Regions from separate parts of the Mus musculus genome. Here all the other regions are linked to region 3. The links are chromatin contacts, called in public ChIA-PET maps. All regions are on one chromosome and are shown on one strand. The core of a region is the stretch at or near the end of the contact, and the rest is flanking DNA. Distances in the headings are between cores, read along the strand shown. Region 1 overlaps Btbd11 (BTB (POZ) domain containing 11). Region 2 overlaps Cry1 (cryptochrome 1 (photolyase-like)). Region 3 has its middle 12 kb from the start of Gm34712.

Region 1 (4,256 bases), core at 836-3,335, 210 kb after region 3:
GGTAAGCTACTTTTAAAATAGAATTATCTTATGTTGAGAACAAGTCCTCCCCACCCCCGCCCCAAGTCATTATCTTTGCTGTAAATATCAGTGATTCCTCCATGTCTTTGGCCATGGATGGGTTCACTTGTTTATTGCCACAATGTAAAATAATAATAATAACAATGGGAGAACAAATAGGAATGCTTTGTGGCCTTAATTATCTGGCGCTGTGTGGGCGGAACAGCGAAGCGCTTCATTGGGAAGAGCAGACATAGACAGGTCTGCCTGCCCCCAGTCTTTCTGGAAGGAAAAAAAAGAAACAGAATTGATTCCAGGTAGCAATAGCTCTCACCTCGTCTGCAAGCAGAACATACAAACAAATGTGGCAGGATGCCTTCTGGGGGAATCTCAACCATAACTGTGAGCATCAGTCACTCATGAATTGCCAACTGTTTGAGGAAAACTAATGGTGTGTAACAAAACAGCCTTGCCATGCAAGAGAGTTTACACTTGAGGAAACAGAGTTCATAAAACAAGCAGACCAGAACCCTAGAGGTAAATATCATCCAGTTATTTCTTCATAGATCCTCACTTTACCAAAAGTTCCCCTCTACCCATTGCTTCCTAAGGCACTTTCACGCACAGGGCAAACAATGTTCCTATTTCAACAGATTCCCAAGGGCTATCCTAGGGTTGTGCAAAAACGTGCAGAAGGCTGGATGTAAATGTTCTATCAGAATGCTTACTTGCCTAAGTTAAGCCCAGGGGGACTTCTTAAAGCGAAAGAAAAGCTCTGAAAGACTGGGCATGAGCAGTCTTTGTGAGAAGTTGACCTGTGGTTCATTCCCTGGCTCTGTTCCCCTGGAAACTTGATAAAAAGTTTCAGTGTCGGCTGTGTTACTAGGCAACACTGTGCAGCACCCGAATGGCCACATATTGATAAATTACACCTGGCCTGATGGTTCTGGAAGTGTTCGACAAGGACCTAGAGCTTTAGGATTTTCTCAATTCTCTGACTCTTGTCACTCTTTTGAAGGGACCTTGGTGACTAAATCTATGAGATTCCTCTAAGACGTGTGGGATTTGTAAGCTACAGAAATCCCCACAACTATTCAGGCCAACCTTGTCCCCACACCTGAGTGTTCCCTGGGTAGATGGTAGCTTCTCCAGAGTAAAAGGCTCCCTAGATTTCTATTAACTAGAACATAGGGTGCTGGCTGCTGGGCCAGATTGAGGTCTAGGATAAATTGTGAGTCTGAATGTTCAGCTGAGCCTTCAAAGACTTCTGATATTCAATGGAACCAGAGAGCCACAACTCCAGGGTCACAGCCTAGAGCAGTAGCCAAGTGACACCCAGGCCTACATCAGTGGAGGTGACACAGACACCTGACGCACATCACTACTACTGGCCATGAGACACTCCGGAAGACTTCTGTCACCATTGCCCCAAGAGAGGGAAATCCCTGTCACCATTCTTGTCAGCTAGACATGACACCTGTCACATTGTGTAGTTTCAGATCATACACTTGAACCTTTGCAGGGAAAGCTGGGAAGGGGAATTTGTAGCTTGGGGAACCATGACACATAGCATGGGAATTCCCATACCTGGGAATGTTAGCTCTGGTTTTTGGGAGCCAAAAAGTCCCTACTACACACTTTCTTCTTTACTCTTTTTAAATAATAACAACAACAATAATAGTACACACATGCTTTATTTTCATAGTTTGTATTGAACTTTATTGGACGTACAGGTCATGACTGGTTGGCTTATACTCTAACATATGAGAATCAAAATATTGTCCCAGAACAAAGACACATTGAGTTGACACCCTGGAAGTCTCACAAGCTGAAAACAGAGTAGAGAAGATAGCTCTGGCCATTTCAACAGGTATTATAATACCTTTTCTCAGAGAAAGGATGCCAGCTCCTTTTTCAGAGGGAGGACCGAGTTGGCTCATTCATCTGGTGGGCCTGGATGAACAAGCACAAAAAAGGGCCCTGCTTGATATATGCCTGTTGCTTATCTCTTTGTTATGACAAACATGCTTCACAAAAGCGACTTAGGCAAGGAAGGATGTGGTTTGGGCTCACAGGTGAGGACAAGGAACTCATAAAAACAAGAGAATGAGACAGCTGGCCACACTGCATCTACAATTGGGAGGCAGAGAGGGGATGGAGGCTGGCCCTCTGCTGGATCTCTTCTATTTATTCATTCTAGAACCTCAGGAAACAGTGCTATCCATAGGTAAGGTGGGTTTTCTCATCTCAACTAACCTAATCTACACAATCCTTCACAGACGTGCTCAGAGATCTGTTTCCACGGTGATTATAAGTCCCATCAAGTTAACAACTAAGATTAACCACTGTAAGGACTTTTGGAAACTGGCCCCAAATCTCAACCACCACACAAATGATTTATAATAAAGGAGACCAGCCATGCCAAATTTGAAATAACTGATGCTAGAGGCAATGGTTTAAAATATGATATGGTTGTAACTTGGACATAGCTACAACTTACTTTATCTGACCAAGGTAAAACTTTATTCCAACCCCAGTAAGTGTGAAACTACAGGTTATAGTTCATGAGTGTGCTGTATGTCAACATGGTGCACACATTAGCAGACGACACCCTATGGCCAAACTGGTCCACTGCCTGATTTTGAAAATACAGTTCTACTGGGACACAGCTGCACTCATTCACTTACGTATTATTTAGATGACAGCTTTTGAACTGTGGCAGAGTCAATTCCTAGCGACAGATAGTTCAATGTTCATAAAACTGAAAGTAGTGTTTGGCCTGTTCCAGAAAAATACAAAAAAGCTGACCTTGATGTGAATTGTAACTATCACTTAAACAACAAATTCAGATTGAAAATTTAAATACCACTATACTCTTCATGGGGTAAGGTATACACACACACACACACACACACATATGTGTGTGTGTGTGTGTGTGTATATGTATGTGTATATATATATATGGATTATGTACGTGTATATATATGGATGGATGTGTGTGTGTTCATGAAACTTTCCCTCTAGACCCTGTTAACCCAGTGGTTCCCAACCTTCCTAATTCTGAGACCCTTTAATATGGCTCCTCATGTTGTGGTGACCCACAACCATAAAGTTATTTTTATTGCTACTTCATAACTGTAATTTTGATACTATGATATGTAATATAAATGTCTGATATGCAGGACATCTGATGTGTGACCCCTGTAAAAGTGTCATTTGACACCCTCCCCCAATGAGTCCCAACCCATACATTGAGAATCTCTGTCTTAACCTAGCTGGAGTTGATTAGCTTGCCCAAGGGCACGTAGTTCAAGTTGGAGGATTTGAACCCTAGGAGTTGACCTCTGGTGTGTGTTCATAGTCACTAGGCTGGTTTCCTCTTAACAGATGATGGCGTTCTTTTTCAATGATAACGTTTGAAAGCCTCATCCCAATCAGTGTCTTTTGTGATCTTCATGGATGTTTATATGTCATAAAATGAGCATCCTTATTATATAAACTATGATGAGTACCGAAAGGCTATGAAGAAGAAATTCTGCATGGCCCCTGTGACCAGAGGCAAGGACTGTGACTTCAGACAAAGGTGTTTACGTTCCTTCGTGACACTGGGTCATGGTTTTATTGCTCTGAAGAGACACCGTGATCAAGGCAACTCTTATAAAGGACAGCATTTAATTGGGGCTGGCTTACAGTTTCTTGGGTTTAGTCCATTATCATCATGGTTGGAAACATGGCAGCATCCAAGCAGGCATGTTGCTGGAGAAGGAGATGAGAGTTCAACATCTTGATCCTCTGGCAGCAGAAAGAGACTGTGTACCACACTGAATGTAGCTTAAGCAAAGGAGATCTCAAAACCTGCCCCCATAATGACACACTTTCTTCAACCAAGCCACATCCACTCCAACAAGGCCACACCTCCTTAATAATAATCCCACTCCCTATGGGCCAAACATTCAAACACATGAATCTATGGGAGCCATACCTAATGATACATGGGCATGCCGTTATATTCTGCCTATTGATTAACCCCTGAAGACATACATTTCAATGAACTGTTCTGCCACTGGGCATGGGACTTGAAGTCAAATGATGTTCTAGAATAAATGAAGTTCACTTGCTGCATTCATGTTGAAGACAACTGAGGTACAGACTGGGCTCACCTAGAGTCATGGTCATGTTTACAGAAGTTGTGCACAGTGGTGACTCAGGTTCGTTGCCCATAAGTATCCTCTCCTGGGAATTCTCTCTTCCTTCTA
Region 2 (3,878 bases), core at 641-3,140, 200 kb before region 3:
TTCAGAGTAGAAAGGGTGGGACCATATCTGCAACTTGTGAAAAACCTTGAATTTCTCTGTCTATAAAACTGAAGTATAATAGGACCCATAACATAGACATTTTCATGAGAACAGAATCAGTTCACACATGTGGGGCTCACAGAGCAGTCTCTGTACACAGTGAGCACTAGTATGTGTTATTTAATACCTCTCAGTTTCCTCCTTGCTACCAACTTCTATTTTTACTACAATAATTCTAGTTTTATCTCTTGCTTGTATTTGCTGCAGTGTCTTAAAATAGATCTACCTACCAACAATCTCTATCACCATAATCCAGTACATTATCAAATCATTGTGAGACGTATGATCTTGTACAAAGGTCTTCAAAACTCACTCCTTATATAGTAAAGAGCAAAGTATGTTCTCAGCTGCCATCCAATGATCTCAGGGCCATTTTCTACCCTGCTTCCTGCTGCTCCTCTGTACCAAGCTACTACTCTGTGATCTGTTCTTCAGTCTGAAATAATTTTGCCAATTCCTATCTCAAGGTTATATCTTATTGTCTTAAGTCTTAGAGTTGAAGGTACTTTCTCTATTCTCTCAACTGTCAGAGGAGAATGTATTTAGTCCTAGAAAAAATTCAAATTGTTTCTTACAGCACACACAACTGCATACAAGCATGTATACACATGTATACATATACATAGACACACACACCCCACTAGTTTCTGTGGATTTCATATTAAGTGCCTGTGTCTGATTCTTAACGTATGTTTTAGTTTCTACATCTGGTAAATATCGTCATAGGTCTTGCATAGTCTATTGAAAAGGTTTGAAGTAGGATATGCTAGTGGGCTTGTTTTCCATAGCTTTTGAGGGGATTAGAAACACATAAAACCAACTAGTAGCACAATGGCTAAAACCCATTAAATAGAAGTTACTGTTACTTCTCCTTCAGAATAATTTCTTTCTTAAGGTTGAGCGGGGAACTGTAAACTCATAATTCTCAAGATGTGGAGCAGGAGGATCCCAAGTTCAAGGGCTATAGCAAACCCACATGACCCACCTTAAAAAGAGAGAGAGAGAAAAAAAGGGTAATACCTGTTTTTGAAAACAAAATCACATGTATGTATACATGTAAATACTTGGGCACAGCAGTAGGAGAGACTGAGTTAGTTGGATGCTCAGCTTATACAGGATCGCACTAAACGTGTGCCTTTCCCTGAATGTGACTGTAACCCAAGGTTTGATTTTCCCCAGTGACAAAGCCAATGCTAATATAAATAGCTAACTATTTAAAAGGTACTGTACAATAAAAACTCAAAATTAACTCATCTTAAAGCCTGTGATTCTGTGGTAGTACTACAGAAAATAAACCTTCAATAGTGTAGGTTCAAAGTGTCAAGTCACTGATCAGTGAAATTTCTTTTTGGTGATAAATAAAAACTATTATTTGAAAGCTATACAAAATCTAACCCTTTGTCCTTTGCCCTCAATTTAGAATGGGGTCACTCAGAGTTCAGACTGTGTGCTCCAGAGAATATCATTTCAACATTCATATAAAGATGTCTTAAAACATCATTCGACACTGAACAGGCAAATTTGGCATACACTGCATAGTCATTTACTCCCATTTGAAGGTCTGGCTAATAAAACAATAGAATGGTTTTTAAAAAGGCCAAATGATAGTAAAACTCACTGCACTCCTTAATGTATAGAAGCACAACTTAATTATAATACTGAATGAACCACGAAGAGATTAATGCACTTCTTCATTTTAAATATTTTAAGGAATTTTCCTCTAGAAATCACTACCTTTTACTACTATAAAAACGTACATGTAGTAACTTCCTTATGCCACTTCCAAAAGATGATTTCAACATGAATCAACAGAAATAGTTTCTAAAGTAGGTCATCGCTATAGCAACCAGTGGGTGGTTTAGCATACTCCCATCACAATGACCTACTTTCTAGTCTGTGCTAGGACAGCTTATATAACTAGTATTTCTAGTTCTGTCTATAAAATAGTCTGAAAAAGGCAATGGCAAGATACAACATAATCCCACTGCTACTGAAAACAAGACATTATGAATTCATATAACACAGTCATCTGTCCTATGCCATAGTTTCTACACTGTGTCATAACAGTCACCAGTGGAGATTACTCTTAGACTCTCTAAACCAAAACCATACAGTGTCGACCCTAGAGACCCGACTTAAAGAATATATACTAAAATCATTAAAATCACATGAAGAACATCTCCATGTATTCTGTACATATGAAAAAAAAAGATGTGGACCTACTACCATAAATAATAAAAAAAGAAGGGTTTTCAGCCATACCCCAAAGTATTTGATTAGAGATTTAAAAACTATAAATAGCAATTTGTGTGTCTCTAAGTATGGAATAAGGTTTTTATATGCTCCATTTTTAAAATTTCTAGCAAACTCTTAGTTCTTTCATTTATTCTGTCAACTGTGATACACATTTTCTTAACAGCCAATACTCAAGCATTTAATCCAGATGAAGTACACATCACGAAGGTGAATTCTGCACTTGTCAGGCTCAGAATTAAAAGCACAGGTCCAGAGACATAGCAGAACAAAAAGTTGTTTCTAAAACCAATGTGTTGCAATCAAAACAAAATTTATAGGTAACCTTCTCACAAGCCCTTCCAAAGAACCAACAGAGGCAGAACAGGGCTTTTAGTGTGGTTGCTCAGGTGTGACCCAAGAAAATGATTATGTGTGCAGTACAACAGTAGAACATTCACTTAGCATGGTCAAGGCTCTAGGTTCAGTTCTCAAACATCAAAAATTAAGAAATTAAAGAAATAATGAAAAAAGCTGAAGGTCAGGCCTGGCAGTACACACCTGTATTCTAGCATTCTAGAATCTTTAGGCTACTGATACAGGAGTATCTAAACTCAATGCCACCTGGCAAACTCAGCAAAACCGTGACTGAAAAAATAAGACATTATATAAAAAAATTTTTAATTCAAAAGCTGCAAACCCAGCAGACTGGTGAAGTTGTGTCACTGGGTGTCTCAAATAGGATGAGCCCTGCTGTTCTTGGTGATATGACTCACTGGGGTAATAAGCATGACTTATTGAAGTTCTGAGGCTTCTCTTGATGTGTACAGGTATTAAGTGAACCCAGAAAATCTCTATATAAAGTAGTATTTCAATACCCCTGGTTTGATACACAATGAATTTGGACTTCCATTCAGAATATGAGAAACTCTGTTCTGGACTCAAGTCTGAGGCTACACATTACTGTCTGAGGCACCACAGGCTACACTAAAGACAGTGTCCCACTTCTGGCCTGTCCAGGTCCTCTAGCTTCCTTCAGCCATTTTAACAACTAAAACTGCCTCAGAACAACTCTAAAATGCCTTCCTTCCAAGGAGTGATAACTAATTTCATCCACCAGTTTATGAGAGCTAAAACTGTGATGTTGTAATGTCCACAGAGCTAGGAAAGGTACTTGAACATGTGCACCATATACAGAAACTGCTTACAGCCTTCTAGGATAAAAGACAACTTTGTAGCACAAATGGGTAATACTGACACACTGTGAAAAAGCAGAAGGAAGAAAGCATTTCTTGTCTTTTACTCCTACTCTAAGGCAAAGAAGATATAAAAAAGTCAAGGATACAGTGAAGGTAAAGAAGAACCTTTAAGGCAGAGGCAGGAGGATTTCTGAGTTCGAGGCCAGCCTGGTCTACAAAGTGAGCACCAGGACAGCCAGGGCTACACAGAGAAACCCTGTCTCGAAAAAAAAAAAAAAGAAGAAGAAGAAGAAGAAGAAGAAGAAGAAGAAGAAGAAGAAGAAGCACCACCTTTGACTATCTATACAGTTCAATGGCATGGAGAAAGATGGAGAAGGACTAGCCACT
Region 3 (3,689 bases), core at 632-3,131:
AAAATACATTGCTCCTCCACTCCAAAGAAAAGATCACACAGGAAGGAGGTGAGCTGGTTAGGGAGAAGGTGGGAAGACACCGGACTGTGATCTTGCTTTTATTCTTATAACTCACCAGGTCGGAGTCTACAGTCAGCCGATGATGGGCAGAGGAAGGAGGGAGAAAGGGAGGGAGAGGAGGAGGGAGAGATGGAGGGAGGGGAGGTGGCTGCTGCATTTGTATCTGTGTGAATCTGCCATGTTCACCGGTCTCATTGCAGCCACCATCTTCCTTCCCTCTGTGACGTCACCACACATTCAAGCAAAGCTCAGTCCCATCCTAAAGAAGTTCAGGGATTTTTGAAGATTTGGTCCAAAGTATGTGCTTTTTATATGATATGTTTTGTCTTTAAGCAATTAAGATATTTTAAGCTAAATCCCTAATTTTGCCCCCAGAAAACATTTGGCAATGTTTAGGAAAGTTCTGATTGTCATAGTGGAAGGAAATGATGCTGTTTTTACATGGGGGCCAAAAATGGCTGCTAAATGTTCTACAGGACACAAGAGACAACGTTCAAAACATCGTTTCAAGGGACGATCTTGGTGGCAGTACCTCCCACCCCAGAGACCCTACATACAATGATGGTTCTCTGTGGAGAAACAGAGTTCTTGCTATCTTAACCTATCCTGCAACAGCTTCTGAAGGGCTTTTCTGAGCCCAGAACTCCGCTTAGGGCCAGCTGTTGTTGAGTCGCTCAGTCTACGCCTAGGTCATTCCTTACCCTTCCCTCACACATAAGCTGGTCCCTCCTTAACGAGCACTCTTGTTTGTAAAACTCCATCTCTCTATTGTCCCCTGAGAAGCCCACTTCTGCATCCCTTCTACAAAGCTAAGGTTCAACATCTGCCTCTCCCCAGCATTCAATCTCACGATCCCTCCCTCAGAGTCCACTTCAACCACACCAGCCTTTCTTTGATGCCTCCGGATCTCCTCACACGCTGCTTCCTTTGTCTTTGAAGCCTTTTCCTCCTCTCCTTTTGGGTCAGGTAAAAGTGGCATGAATTTAAAGATGTTCTCCATCCCTCACCAAGTCAAAATAAGTTCCCTTTGGCATGCTTCCTCCCAGCATCCTTTGCTTCTCCTTTCTGATGCTTAAACTGGTGAGGATGTTTTGATCACAGTCAACAGCACGCCTGGCAAAAGGTAGCTTTACTCATAGGGGTCTCTGTGTCGAGTTTTGAAGGCAGTCCTGAGGTTGAGAACATGTATGGCGTGTAGCTCAGTCATGCAGCGGCTGATGAGAGGGTGTGTCCGTGTTCCTTCTTGATGCTTCTTTCCATGTGCAAGATGCTCAGCCGCCATGAATTGTGGGCAGTTCGTCTCTTTGCTCAGTTCATCCTGAGGAGGACAGCGTATCTGTTTGGGAAGTTTGTGAGACTCCTCTGGAGACAGAGCATCACGTGTTCACTTAGTTATCTAAGATGCAGTCTATTACTAGTGCTGAAGTTGCCTAAAGTGAAGCTTGGGTCCAGCCCTGAGACTATAGGCTCACAGTGAGCATTCAGTCATGACAACAGTTTGCTGGTCTGTCACCTGTCTTTATTATCTGTCTTCTCAGCTGTTTAAGGCACAGAGGAAGCTGAGCAGAGTGACACACACCTTTAATCTCAGCACTCAGTAGGTGGGCAGAACTCTTTGAGTTTGAGGCCAGTCTAGTATACATAATCCCCGAACATTCAGAGCTACAGAGCGAGACCTTGTCTTGAAACAAACAAACCAAAACCAAACCAAAGCAAAGCAAACCAAACCACAGAGGAAACTAAGGGAGTTACTCTTCTTAAGATTCTAACAGACAGCAGCTCAGATACATACAGCTCAACACCAATGTGTCAACAATGTGTTCCCTTAGTGTCACAGATGGCTGTTATAACAGCTGCTATCATATTGTCACGTGACCACATCCAAGCACTTAGTACAGAGCAACTGGACTTCTTCCTTCAAAGTAGCTTTCTATTTTAACAGGGAGGAAAATAATTCCCAGAAGCCCACTGGCAGACCCTTGTAGCCAGACCTATTGGCCAGACTGGGTCACATGACCAAACCTCTGCTTGATAAGAAGGAAACAGAAGGGTCAAAGCAGTTCATTGGACTCAAGTATTTTATGGAAATCACTAGGAAGTGGGGCTCTGGCCTCCGAGTTACACCAGGATTCTGATAGAGAGTAAAGAGGGAGGGGAGAGTAATCAGCTATTGTGCTTTCCCCACGAGTGCTTGTGTACTGACGGGATTGATGCTTCATTAATGATCTGATTGTCTTTCCCCCTGTCAGTCCCAAGAGACAGGATGCCTTTCAGTGCTACGGCCTTGTGCCTTCTTCATAGGAGGGGTTCAATAATTATTCATGAGAATACAGGAGTAATTACATGCACAGAATTGCTGGGCACCTTAGTAAATGCCAAAAGAAATGTCAGGCTCTTCCTGTTTCCAATGAGTTTATGGTGCCGACGAGGCAACACTAATGCATTTAAATCATTGTCTGTCGATACACATCAAAGCATTTCTTCCTTTCTCCAAATGTCTATCTGGTGTTTGCAACGTCTGGATAGGATGAGAGATACTGAGGGTGCATCAGTGGACAGCAAACAAGACCTGGCTCCTGTCTGTCATGGTGTAAGGCTTTTGAAGAGTGGCAAGTTGATGAAGCAACATGATAAAAATAGCCAGAGGAACCAAAGGAACCCAGAAGGGAAGGTTTTGTGTCTCTACAAGACCTTCCAAATCACAGAGTGCAGCCCAAGGATTGACACCTCCTAAGCACCCATAAAAATGGTGCCTCAGTGGGAGAGGATGCGTCTAGTCCTGCTGTGACTTGATGTACCAGGGCGGGTTGATACCCAGGGGTGCGTCCCCCTTCTTAGAGAAAAGGGGGAGGAGGTTTCGAAAGGGGAGGTGCTGTGGGAGGGACTGGGAGAAGAGGAAGGGGGCTTGGGTCAGGATGTAAAATGAATAATTAAGGAAGAAAGTGATGGCTGACAATAAGCAACTCTGAGTACTCACCTGTTGATGGGCTGTCTAAATTACTACTCCATCCCACCCTTCTCAAGGATTAGGGGATACAATGGAACAGGGGATGGAAAGACTTCTAAGAGCCTGAAGGTGGGAAGACTACTATCTTTGAATGTGTTATGGCTGTCACATACATGAATTCACAGTACCTGTGGCTACCCACACAAAACTTCCTTGAGATCAAGAGAACGAAAAATTTCAGCACAGTGCAGGGGAGGGACTCCCAGTGGCCCATCCCTAGCTGAGGAGATAATGGCAGCTGATGGCTGCTGATGGAGGAAGAGGCATTCTTTTTTGGAGAGGAGAAATTTGCAATCGATCGGTTGGTTGCTCAGGTCCCAGTGGAAGACCCTATACACATGCACATATAGGTAGCACTAATTAGTCTTAATGGACTATTTTTTTTTAAAAAAAGAAAGTTGGGAGGGAGGTGGGAGGATCTGAGGGGAGGAAGATGGGGATAAATCTAACCAAGATACATTGTATACATTTATGAAAATTCAATATAAACATTGGCTATTGTTTTGGAGAAAATATGAGAAAGCTTAACATCCACACAGTCACTCTTGGCTCTTCTTTGTAATTCAGGAAACCAAGTCTTTGGAGAAGCAAAAAGACCTCCCACAGGCAAAGAGAGACAGAA

The links. ChIA-PET counts read pairs in DNA pulled down with a chosen protein or histone mark.
Region 1: an RNA polymerase II ChIA-PET map of memory CD8 T cells shows a contact between it and region 3, with 66 read pairs. The contact joins two enhancer-like sites. A contact is called at or near these places in 3 of 484 Hi-C or Micro-C datasets (CD4 T cells and nephron progenitors), 2 of 115 datasets of contacts at active chromatin or transcription factors (embryonic stem cells and memory CD8 T cells) and 1 of 9 other capture datasets (embryonic stem cells).
Region 2: a contact with region 3 is called in an RNA polymerase II ChIA-PET map of memory CD8 T cells, with 8 read pairs. The contact joins two enhancer-like sites. A contact is called at or near these places in 11 of 484 Hi-C or Micro-C datasets (embryonic stem cells and myocytes) and 1 of 115 datasets of contacts at active chromatin or transcription factors (memory CD8 T cells).

Annotation. Positions count from the first base shown.
Region 1 is chr10:85,565,171-85,569,426 of GRCm38.p6, forward strand. The region is part of intron 3 of Btbd11 (BTB (POZ) domain containing 11); the gene reads left to right. Among named protein-coding and RNA genes, the nearest start is that of Gm40731, 23 kb to the right of the region's middle. Within about 2 kb of position 2,086, at least 8 of the 459 cell types and tissues checked have an H3K27ac peak or open chromatin away from gene starts, as enhancers often do. A contact at or near this core is called in memory CD8 T cells, where this site is marked.
Region 2 is chr10:85,160,026-85,163,903 of GRCm38.p6, forward strand. The region is part of intron 1 of Cry1 (cryptochrome 1 (photolyase-like)); the gene reads right to left. Among named protein-coding and RNA genes, the nearest start is that of Cry1, 23 kb to the right of the region's middle. Within about 2 kb of position 1,891, at least 134 of the 459 cell types and tissues checked have an H3K27ac peak or open chromatin away from gene starts, as enhancers often do. A contact at or near this core is called in memory CD8 T cells, where this site is marked.
Region 3 is chr10:85,357,935-85,361,623 of GRCm38.p6, forward strand. No RefSeq gene overlaps it. Among named protein-coding and RNA genes, the nearest start is that of Gm34712, 12 kb to the left of the region's middle. Within about 2 kb of position 1,882, at least 15 of the 459 cell types and tissues checked have an H3K27ac peak or open chromatin away from gene starts, as enhancers often do. A contact at or near this core is called in memory CD8 T cells, where this site is marked.